2 separate regions of the Bombyx mori genome follow, and region 2 is linked to region 1. A link is a contact called in public Hi-C data. All regions are on one chromosome and are shown on one strand. The core of a region is the stretch at or near the end of the contact, and the rest is flanking DNA. Distances in the headings are between cores, read along the strand shown. Region 1 overlaps LOC733061 (actin-binding LIM protein 2). Region 2 holds the start of LOC733061 (actin-binding LIM protein 2).

Region 1 (5,906 bases), core at 2,602-5,101:
AAAATACCAATTTAACAGTCGGTGACCATGAAAACTGTAAAGTAGGTAGTCGAAGCGTCGGAAATAACAAAACGAATTCTAAATAATATCAAATTTATCTAATTTATTCAAATTTATTCTTTATTCTTCTTTATTCTTTATTTGTACACACTGTTAATATAATACAGTAATTGCGATAAGATATAAAAAAATGGCGAGCTTAACTCAACAATTGAGTTATCTACCAGCTAACCGTTCTCAAAGAAGGAAAGCTTTACATTAGTGGGTAGATGAGTACAATCTAATTAATTTAATTATTGATTTTGAATTGAATTTAATTTCCTTTTTTTTTGTATTTTCTATAAAAGCGTATTTTGTTAGTTTTTTTAAACTATTATTTATTTTTTAATTTAATTTCAAGTTTTTCAATATATGTTTTTTAATATTAAATTGTCATCGGCCCTTAACAAGTATACCAAAATCGAGTTAATCCGACGTTTTGAATCAATCAAAATCACGTTCAAAGATTACGTTACACACAAACATACATACGTCTGAAGCTAATAAAAGCGTAGTAAAAAAAATTACCTCATTGTTCATGTGCGGTGACTTGGGTCGCGGCGTTTCGCTGCGGATAGAGTCCACCAGCACGCGCATCCCGGGGCGGGACGACGCCTTACTACCCGCCCGGGACGACGCGCGGGTGCTCGCCGACGCTGCCAAACAAATTCAAATTCAAATTCAAAATCATTTATTTCAACTTAGATGTCATTATAACACACTTGTTGAATGTCAAAATATAAATAACAATGTTAACTCTACCACCGGTTCCAAAAAAAGCCACAGTCTTGAGAAGAACCGGCGAAACAAACTCAGCGGGCTTTTTTTTGTTTTTTCTCAATATTTTTTTGTTTTTTTTTTTAAATAAGTAAGTAAGTATAAATAAACATTTACCCTCTCACTTTATTTATTTATGTACACACAAAAAAGAAAACATAATACAGAGTAATAGGAAAATTTATGTACAAAGGCACTGCTTATTTCTTTAAGAAATCTTCCAGCAGACCTGCGAGAGGATTATGAGAATAATAATTAAAAGTGATGAGTGTGTGTTTAGAACAGCTAAAATAACAAATACAACATGAGTATTATAGGAATGCACATAGCAAATATTGTTAAACTTGAATACAAAATATTATAAGTAACACAGTATACGTGGAGTATTTTTTTATTTATAATCCTAGCTGAGAGCCTTGAGAGGCTATTTCAGCGTAACCTTAACTAGTAGGTGAGCTCACGGGGCTCAAACCTGACGAAGTTGCTAACACGAACCCTAGCAAGAGCAGTGCTTCGTAGAATCTACCACCGGATCGGAAACGCGACCCACTGAGAAGATCCGGCGAGAAACTCAGTGGGCTGTAAATACCCTCTCACTTACACGCATACGATTGTATTACTACAAACAAAACGATGGAGGCAATACGAAAAACAAACGAATGCTTTATTTTTTATTGCTTAGCCATTTCAATAAAACTAGTGTTCCCCCGGTAATCAAAATTCGAATATAATAAATTGAAATTATAAGTTTTAAATACACTATTATGATTCTATTGTCAAAGACTATTATACTTTCATAATCACAGACTTCGCCAAGATTACACTTTAAACAAATATTAATAAAGACAAACAATATTTAATCTATTCTCAATTCGACCACAGACTGTAAAGAGGCAATAAGAAAAGTTTGACAATAAACAAATCGTATGCATGCGTGTGTGTGTAATGTTTTTTTATTCTCTATAAGTGTGGAAAATTTCGTCCGCGCAATAGATATGAGGAAAAAATGATTTCTTTTATAAAATAAACTCAGTGTCGGTCGCAGTTTTTTTTAATAAAAGCTCCTGGATCCTCCCCCACTAACAGTACGTACTCGTAGGGACTCACAAGTCACAGTTACTTACAGGGCGGGCGGTGGAAGTGCGGCGAGGTGGGCGGGCGGTCGTAGGGCTGCACGGGGCGGCGCAGGTACGCAGGCTCCGTCGTGAGGTACGAGTACGTGGTGATGCGGTGCGGACTGCACGCGCCCGCCTCGCGGTACTCGCGTAGCACCAGCCCGGGGGACACGGCTCGGTACCCGTACTGGACATGCCGCCGACATCACAACTCGTATTATACGATTGGACATTATCAAAAAAACACGCCCCTTCTCCAAATAAAGTTTGAATTAAATAAGATCTAAGGATAGACAGTGGCTTTAGTGTGTCCTTGACATTGCCATTTACTAATTTAATTTAGCATCTGTTTTTTATGGCATCCCCACATTTATAACGTCGACTATTGTTATTGTCCCACTAACAAATTAGTGCAATTAACTACGAATAATAAAACTATAGAAAAGTAATTACGCTTCAAAAATGGTTCCACGTAAATAGCTACCGCGGAGGGCGGGGCTTAAAATAGCTACAGAATGGCGTGCCAGTTCGCTGTGGCACTCGTATCGTGCGGTCGTGTTGCGTCAGTTTTCGGTTGACCAGATAATTATTATTTTGCGCTTTTTAATTTTAGATATGAAAAGCAGTGGAATTAGCTTCCATAGTTTTATTATTCTTAGGCAATTATATATATTTTTTTAAATACTATTACATTGTTCTTTATAACAAATATTCTAATGTTACAACTGCGTGGGACAATCATAAAACTGATAATAATCTGGGGGAGTACCTTAGGATGTTAAAAATCGGTTGGCTTGGTTTTCTGATCGAACCCAAACAAATATCTCATTTTCCTTTTTAACATCCACCTCTTTTCGTAAATTTAACATAGTCGACCAAATACTATGAACACAGTTTCATTAATTCCATTTAAGCAATTGAAACTAAGATGACTTTTTAATTAAGATGACTTTCTAATTACTTTATATTTGTGTGGTTAGGTTCCTCACTATGTCCCATTATTTTTAATAGCCGATGTCTTTATTTAGTCTTCCAGTTAAATTTTCTATTTACTCTGTAATGAGTTATTTACTCTGTAGTAAGAAACTCTGACCCTGAGTAAAGTTTGAATGCGTTAAACAGTATGTAGCTATTTTAAATTCCCTGTTATGGGGAAAATTTCCTGAAAGTAAATACATAATTTTGTTAGTTTACACATCAACATGCTCACATTGTGCGAGGACATGGGAAGGGTACAACAGAAAATATAATATGCGGTAAATCATAAATAAGGCATTGAAATAAAAAGACAAAAAAAAAGAATTGAAATAAAAAGACAAAAAAAAACATGTAAATGTGTCAACTAATAAATAAAAAAATGCCTCTTAAAGTTATACATGAACTAAAGGTTGTTTTATTTATTTATTTATTTCCAAACCTTTAACTTTTTCGGTTAATTATGGACTAAAAAATTCGTATTAAAAAAAAAATTTTTTTAGAATTCACTTTCTTTACTTTACACTCTGTTTTTGTTTTTATTGCTTAGATGGGTGGACGAGCTCACAGCCCACCTGATGTTAAGTGGTTACCGGAGCCCATAGACATCTATACAATCAATACGATATGAGTTCTGAGTATAGGTGCAACGGCTGCCCCACCCTTCAAGCCGAAACGCATTACTGCTTCACGGCAGAAATAGGTAGGGTGGTGGTACCTACCCGTGCGGACTCACAAGAGGTCCTACCACCAGTAAAAATTATTTAGGTTAATATTCCAGTACAAACTTTAAGAGGCACGTTGTAAGCTTAAAAAATAAGAAAAAAAATAAAAGGTAATACAAGGGTGTGAGCAGACCTTTCTAGTCAAGCTACTGTAGGGACTGCAGTATGAGCCGTTGACGCTGGGTGTGCGCGATCGCAGCGAGAACTGTGTACCACAACATAAACTAGCAAGTCACATACTACTACACACATACGACATACACAGCGCATACATTTCAACATTAGAGGCATCGTGTTGCGTTTGATAACGTCACGATCATTTTGAAAATCAAAACTGAACTTTATGCGTCTAATGTCAAGATCCGTTTTTGTGTAAGCGTCATACGTAAAAATTTGAAAGTCTCATTTCACTCGAGAGATTTTTTCGAGATTATTCTTACGTAGTTTATGAACAAGCTCAGTCTCAAAGCTGATGATACCTCGCGAGACGTACACAAGTAAGCTAATTTAAAGTTTTTTTTTTTGACGAATGGATTACTTGTGGTCCAGAGGCTATACCAGTTTCTCCCTTAGCCAGGAGGGGTGAGATTTGCTAACAGCTGCCCGAGCGCCTCCCGAGGAGACTTAACTACTCAAGGGCAGCTGCTTCGCGAATGAATAATATCTTATTATATTCGATAGCCGAGTATGACGCCCACACAAACACTTTCAGTTGGCTACACGTAATCATGAGAGCTACTCAGAGCTGTGACGTGTACAGTTCCAGACAAAACTGACTTCTTTAAACAGATATTTGTCACTTTTAATATTAATTTAGCATCAGGCTCATTTAACGCAACAGCTCTGAGTGACGATAACTACATAAGCATTCCGTTGTGTGTGTGCACTTCAAACAACTCATTTGCAATAAAAATATAGTAATTTAATTTAAGTCTTATATTTATTCATGAAAAATCCGATTTTCCTTCAGCGCATTAATGTTCCCATTGATGCGCACACACACACAAATCTAAAATTCATACATATATTATTATATTAACTACACGGTGAATAAATTGTTGGGTAATGAACAACTAAACAACTAAAGCTGTTTTGTGGTTTTAAGAGTTTGTAATTTAAAGAAGAACAATTAACATTTTGTTATCGACTTTTAACCACAAGTATAATTTGGTAGAGCTCGGTTGTTCTGTATTATTATTGGAATTAAAACTTTGATTTAATTGACGTCCAATGAAATGGTTTCAATTTATTGAACTGTATTAACAATATTTTTCTTTTATCAAACTGTTTCTTCCATCAACTTTATTTTATATATAAATTATTTAACTCCGTTGTCCGGTTGGAATGAAAATCTACAAGACTAAGATGAAATGAATTTATGAAAAACAAAAACACATTTACAATACGACGAGTGCAGTTTGCAACTACGGCTGTAAAACAAATATCAATCAATCAGTGCAAACAAAAAACTACAAAATCAAAACAAGATACCATAAAGAGAAAGCTAATTTGTATTATGAATAATAAAATGTGAATATATAATTTTCGTTTTTAAGTCCTCATAAAGGAAAATTATGCCGAATGTGAAGTGCGTGCGAATGTAATATGCACGTACACGCACTCGCTGCACGCAAATGCGTACGCGTACGTACCTTAACTTAATAATCGTATTGGTAATTCGTGTTTTTCAAATATTTGTTATCCATATTAAAATATTATTACTATTTAATTATATTATTAATGATGTACTAATGATACTATTTGGAATAAGAAGATTAGCGAAATTTTCATCTACCCATCTAAAATTTGTTAATTACTACTGACGAAAAACGAAACAAAAAGAACCGCAAAAAATTTTATTTCCATTTTTAGACAACTACTTATTAAATAGTTGACAATTTTAATTTTTGCTATTCAATTAGCTGGTCTGGTTCTTTTGGTGATGACGTCATTATAATATCATTACATTTAAATAAAGTTTTGTGGCTAGAGTCGAGACCGCATCATTTGATAACTGGTTAGAGCTTATTTACATTGTCATTAAATACACTAATAATGCAGTATTTTTGTGTCACTACCATTGCTATTAAACTACAAAAGAAATAATTACTAAGGAATGTAGATGAGGTGATTGACCGTAATGTGTAGTTATGTAATTACCTACATCATCATGGTGAAGGCAAAATCAAGTTTTCAGAAATCTTGTGTGAATTTATTTTATACAATTTTAATACCATATATGTTCAGTTTATGTTTTACTTTTACTGACTATTAA
Region 2 (5,770 bases), core at 3,218-5,717, 84 kb after region 1:
GATACATATAAAAAATATATATGCATAGATGAATTAATTATATCTGAGCTATTATATATACAGCCACCGTATCATCTTACATCGTATTTTTCTATACTAATCTATACTAATATTATTATGAAGAGGATAGATTCGTTTGTTTGTTTGTATTGACCACTACCAGCTCTTCAGAAACCCTGCTACCCCATTTTATAAGTAATTACGGTAGCTACACAATATTTCATTTTAATATTTGCGAAATTACCCCTAGACACCGCCCTCTGAGTTTCTCGCCGGATCTTCTCAGTGGGCCGCGATTCCGATCCGGTGGTAGATTCTGCGAAGCACTACTCTTGCTGGGGCTAGTGTTAGCAAATTCTCTCAGGTTGAGACCGTGAGCTCACCTGCCCGTCCGGGCGCAGTTAGAAAGAATAGCCTCTTAGGTTACCAGCGAATAAGTAGGGAAATATATTGCGTAATGATACTTGATATTAAATTGATATTTAATTTTCTTCTTTTTTTTTTGATATGACATGACATTTATTAGACATTCATATTAATATTTCAACAATTTTATTACTGTTTTACTTGTTAAATTTGAATTTCAAAGTATGTTTTCATTAGGTACTCTTTTTATTTTTATTATTGTATTCCATCATCGGGCCGGTGAATTGCCAATGTTATGTACGCCATACGCATGCATCAGGCCATAAATTAAATAGTTTAAGTTTTATTTTCAATGTTTGTGATGTGGCAGTACTTTTTTTTTTTAAAAAAATATGAAAAAAATAAATGTATATATACAATTCAAAATGTTAAACAGGAGTTTTTTTTTTTTCTTTGTTTCATACGTTCAAATTCGAAAAACTTCAACATTATTTCAGTAAATGGTTAGTTAACAAGTCAACTTCAAACGTACAACATCCACGTCGTCAAGGTCAAACACGACGAGCAGTCAACAACCTGACCGTACCGAAAAGGTGTTAATTATAATAGGATTTTCGTAATTCGCAGTCTGTGTAAAAGCCGACTGACTAATTCCTTTAGAACGCTGTAACATAATCTCTATATCTATGAAGCAAAAACTTTGTACCCCTTTTAAACGAAAATTGTGCGGACGGAGTAGTATAAAATTTCCCACACTTATACAGAATATAGAGGAGTGCAGAATGTTAATATGTATTTTATTAAATTATGCATAAAAAATACATTAAAATAATAAATAAAAACATTACACACACTACCATGTATTTGACACACACACGCAGGCATACTATTTGTTTAATGTCAAACTTTTCTTATTGCTTATAGTCTGTGGTCAAATTAAGAATAGATTGAATATTGTTTGCCTTATTTTGTATTTAATGTAGTCTTGGCGAAATCTGTGATTATAGAAGTCTATTAATTAGTCTTTGACCATAGAATCATAATAGTATACAAACCTATAATTTCAGTCAATTATAGTCGAATTTCGACTACCAGGGGACCACTAGTGTAATGAATTTTATTTAAACAAAAGAAGTCTCATCGAATGTAAACATTGTCTTTATAACCACAAAAATATTAAGCAGTAGGCAGCGGCTTGGCTCTGCCCCTGGCATTGCAGACGTCCATGAGCGACGGTAACCACTTACCATCAGGTGGGCCGTATGCTCATCTGCCTGCACGGGCAATAAAAAAAAAGGAACGAGGGCACGTAAGTTGTTTTGTGAACTACCAGGGATAGCATCGGGCTCAAATACACTCAGCTTCTCTATATATATACCTCTAGATGGATGATACGCAATTCTAAAGCAAAAGTTCGTTTGTATGGTGCAGAAACACTAAAGCAATAGTAGTAAAGTTAAAAATCACAAAACCGCAATCAAAATGATTCCTGTAGCTTTCAAGCATAATTTGAGTTACTAGACCATCATAGAAAAACGTATTCCACGTAATTTCTAAAGCCTTTCCCAAAGTGGGCGATAACGCCCCCTTGTAGGCGCTGCAGACCTAAAGAGGGGCGGAAGGAGACCCAGAAAAAAATAGGGGCGTTGTGTAGAGGCTTGTGAGGCGATTTGTAATTTTATCTAGGAGCACTCTTAGATACCGACTGAGCTCTGGCTATAGTGGTTTTTAAGTAGGTAAAAAAATAGGGGCGCTAAAAAATCATTTATTTACAAAGTGGGCAGTAGACAAAATAAGTTTGGGAACCCCTGGATTAGATGAACACATCATCAATGTTTTTTGTATAACCTTTACAAATTTTCCTAGTAATCATAGAATATTAAATTGGAGACAGTACATCATGGTAACGAGAGAAACCGGTGGAGCATGCGATCCCGACACCGTAACTGGACACCGTGCCGCTTCGATGATCACCAGCCCTGCATCAATGATTTCATCAGCCTTCAGGTCATTATGGCCTACGCCCTTTACGACAGCTTCAATTTATATGTTTATTACTAAAATATACCGCACAATGGCACTGACACTTGACAAGGAGAAACTGGCTTAAATTCATTTTTCCCCTCGATATTTTTAAATGAAACTTGCGGAAATATAAAATTTGTTCAGATTATATTGAAGTCCTAGTTTAAAGTAATGTTAATAGAACATAATACTGGTAAAAATAAAGTAATCTAACTTTTTTTGATAATTTTTATACCAAATAACAAGCAAATTTAAATATATTTCTAATTTATTTTATTTACTTTGACATTTGCAAATAATATGATTAATTTAAGTATGGGTAATTTTTTAATAATTTTTTGGGGGTGGCCTATGTCCAGCAGTGCACTGCCGCAGACTGATGATGATGATGAATTTTTTTATCATACTTAAATTAAATTTAATATTTACAAACTGCACATACAATCTACATATTTTTGAGTTGATACCTGCAATCGGTACATCGATTATGAGCAGGTTAGTATATAGTAGTTCAAATATTTTATAGGTAATTAATATCACATATTCATGTGTGATGGTGAAGATTCTCTATGCACTGAACACATGCAGTGCTAGTGCTAAATATTCAGCTATCTCTTTTAACATTTGAAGATAGTAAAATGGAAATTCGTTATCAGTATTTGTTATCTTCAGTGTGTTTTGTGCAGTTTTTATCTTAACATCAAGGTAAATTAGTTTAACTTATTAGTCTTAATTCATTTGCAAGGTGTCTGAAAATTAACAATATTATTTAAAAAAAAAATTACTATGAGATAGTGACTTTATCACTTAAAAATACAAATAGCAATTAAGTTTTCATTCGTGTAATCAATATTCCTCATTTGAGTTCATTCTGATTTACTATTTATTCACTGTGTCAAGTTGCAACAAAAATAAAATCCTAGAGCGGTCTTAATTTTATTAAGGAATCTTACATATAAGTATGAACTTTGTCATTCATATTACATTTCTTTTTAATATTATTTGTAACAAAATCCATTCAAAACTAGTTTAATAAGTTTGTTCAAATTTGTGATTTAAAATGTTTATGTATTTGTAGAATTTGTTTTATTTTAATATTGATCGTAATCAACTTGATTTTGATTAATTATTTTTAGTCAAATTGTTGTTGTTGCAATTTTTGTTAAAATTATTTGTGACTGAGTTTACAATATCCTTTACAAATTCATTCACAAATCATGTAATATTACTTACTACTAATTGCTATTTTTATTATTTAAGTTTTCCCAAAAGAATTTATGTAATATTTGTAATTAATTCCATAATGTTTATTTAATGAAGTATGCTTATAAAATTAACTAAATAAAATAATAGTATTAGTTTTTGTTGAAGTTACTCAGAAATTTCCATACTTTTCTAGGCAACAAGTAGACTCAAGGTTACAAAAATTAGTAACTTCTTACAACATGAAAATATTAACACTTCTCAGCTAAATGTTTCGTATTTATTTCTTTTATTTGGTTTAAAGAAATATTGAGAAGGAAAAATTATGATTTAATTTTTTTGGAAATAAATTTGCGGTGTAATATCAACGTCAACCTGAAAATAGCACGACAGCCAAAGGTAAATTTGTTATTATGCGTATTTTAGGCTTACAAACTCAAAAAGGACGCATGAGGAAAATCGATAATCGTAGCAAAAATTCAGCAGCGCTGACTATATTATTCACATAAGAATTTCACGAAGAAAAATTGCAGTGCCCTTACTATTAGATATTCTGATCGAAAACACAATAAATGTCCAGCAAGTTCAATAAAAATAAAAGAAATAACCGGCGTACTCACCCATTTTGATGATACCGCTCACGCCAGGTCGCAACTCAGGAATATTTACTGGACTCACTAAATATTCATTATCACGTTAACATTAATTACTACACACATCAAATTAGCGGTGATAAACAGATTAAAAATTATGTGATTCTCAAGGAAAAATCTAATTGAATTTATATTCGAACGCAATGCTACCCGCCGATGCAATTGCTGTCAATTCAATGATTTCAACTATTGTCAAAAACGCGCGTGTGCCGCTCTCTGTTCAAAAGACGATATAATCTGTGGATACACTGTGGACTTCAACGTGAAACTTTAATCATGTACAATGTGCGTACTCAGACAGACATAATATTGCTTTATTTTCGTCAGGCATTTCTATATTGGAGTGAAATAAAAACAGAATACTTTGATGATAATGGCCTACGTGGCTAAGCCTTTTCAAGCTACTACTAAACTTCTATCATGCATCTGAAGTAGCAGCTAGTATGTTACCTAATTTCTGTCTATAGTATTTGAATAGACATGTTATTCTGGATTAAAGAATGGAATACCACTGTATAGAAACAATCCTCATGTTCGCAGACCTAAGGAAGCTGGAAGCGTTTTAGTTTCATACTAAACAGAGAGCATATTATTTCGTAAAATGTCGCGAAGAGTGCTTGACAGTCTCTTTTCTGTCCATAATTTTAACATACAATAGCAACTCAAGTACAAAATAATTTAAGTCATCAGCACATACACGTATGATATATGGGTCAATCGAAAAATTGTACCTAAAAAACTTTCGCTAAATAATAAAATCAGTGTGATTTTAGATCAAAAGAATCAACAAAATTGACAGCAAATTCTGAATCAATTTTCCAGCATTAGTAGTGTGAATAATTAACCTGATAGACCAGGTGACATCCTACACAGTATTAAGTGGTCACCAAGACCAAGTAGCTAGGTACTATAAATGTTGCCACTTATCGTCGCACAGGCCGCATCTTTAAATCTATGATTTCAGTCGAAATCTAGGAATAAAACAAATAAAGAACATTTTCATAAAATAAGTGCTTTATTGATTAAAATTAGTAAGGTACAGAAACAATTTCAATCAAATGAGTTCACAATGAAATTAACGGATGCGCTTTTAATCACGTTCGAATCGAACGTACCCGGTGAACATATTTACAACTTGTTGAAAGAAAAAGTAAAATATAACCTATAAGATCAATAGTTCATTTATTGTTGCCCTCAAAATTTCATTCCTTCCAGTTTGCATTACTGAATCGAACGAAGCAAACATACCATTCACTCCCAAGCGAGTTATTCCTTTTCCTCTAAAGCAAAATTTCTATATTCCGTATTGCACCATTGGTTAACAGCTAAATACTAATGAGAGTAAGGCGGCGGCATAAATATTTACAATAGCGCGTATTTGTTTTCACAGAAAGTTTATTTTTGAACGACCCTTTTTAATGAACGTCTTGTCTTGCGCTTCACCGATCACAATACTCTAGCATTAAAATTTAGAAGGGCCGTGTCTATTTTTTTTCGTTGCTGTTACTTGACGGTTTTTTTTG

Evidence for each region. A called contact is a pair of places that touch in the nucleus more often than the background predicts.
Region 2: a Hi-C map of midgut shows a contact between it and region 1, with 1.9 times the contacts expected there. The contact joins the promoter of LOC733061 here to the enhancer-like site in region 1. A contact is called at or near these places in 4 of 7 Hi-C or Micro-C datasets (middle silk gland, midgut, posterior silk gland and 1 more).

What each region holds. Positions count from the first base shown.
Region 1 is chr26:7,158,355-7,164,260 of ASM3026992v2, forward strand. It overlaps LOC733061 (actin-binding LIM protein 2), which reads right to left. Exons shown (of 19, transcript XM_062676336.1): 8 at 3,765-3,836; 9 at 1,941-2,118; 10 at 568-695. Among protein-coding and RNA genes, the nearest start is that of LOC134201485, 30 kb to the left of the region's middle. Within about 2 kb of position 3,852, at least 6 of the 8 cell types and tissues checked have open chromatin away from gene starts, as enhancers often do.
Region 2 is chr26:7,241,718-7,247,487 of ASM3026992v2, forward strand. It overlaps LOC733061 (actin-binding LIM protein 2), which reads right to left and starts at 4,468. Exons shown (of 19, transcript XM_062676336.1): 1 at 4,215-4,468. The coding sequence starts at 4,218. It overlaps LOC101745507 (ubiquitin thioesterase trabid), which reads right to left. Exons shown (of 19, transcript XM_062676337.1): 19 at 5,240-5,770.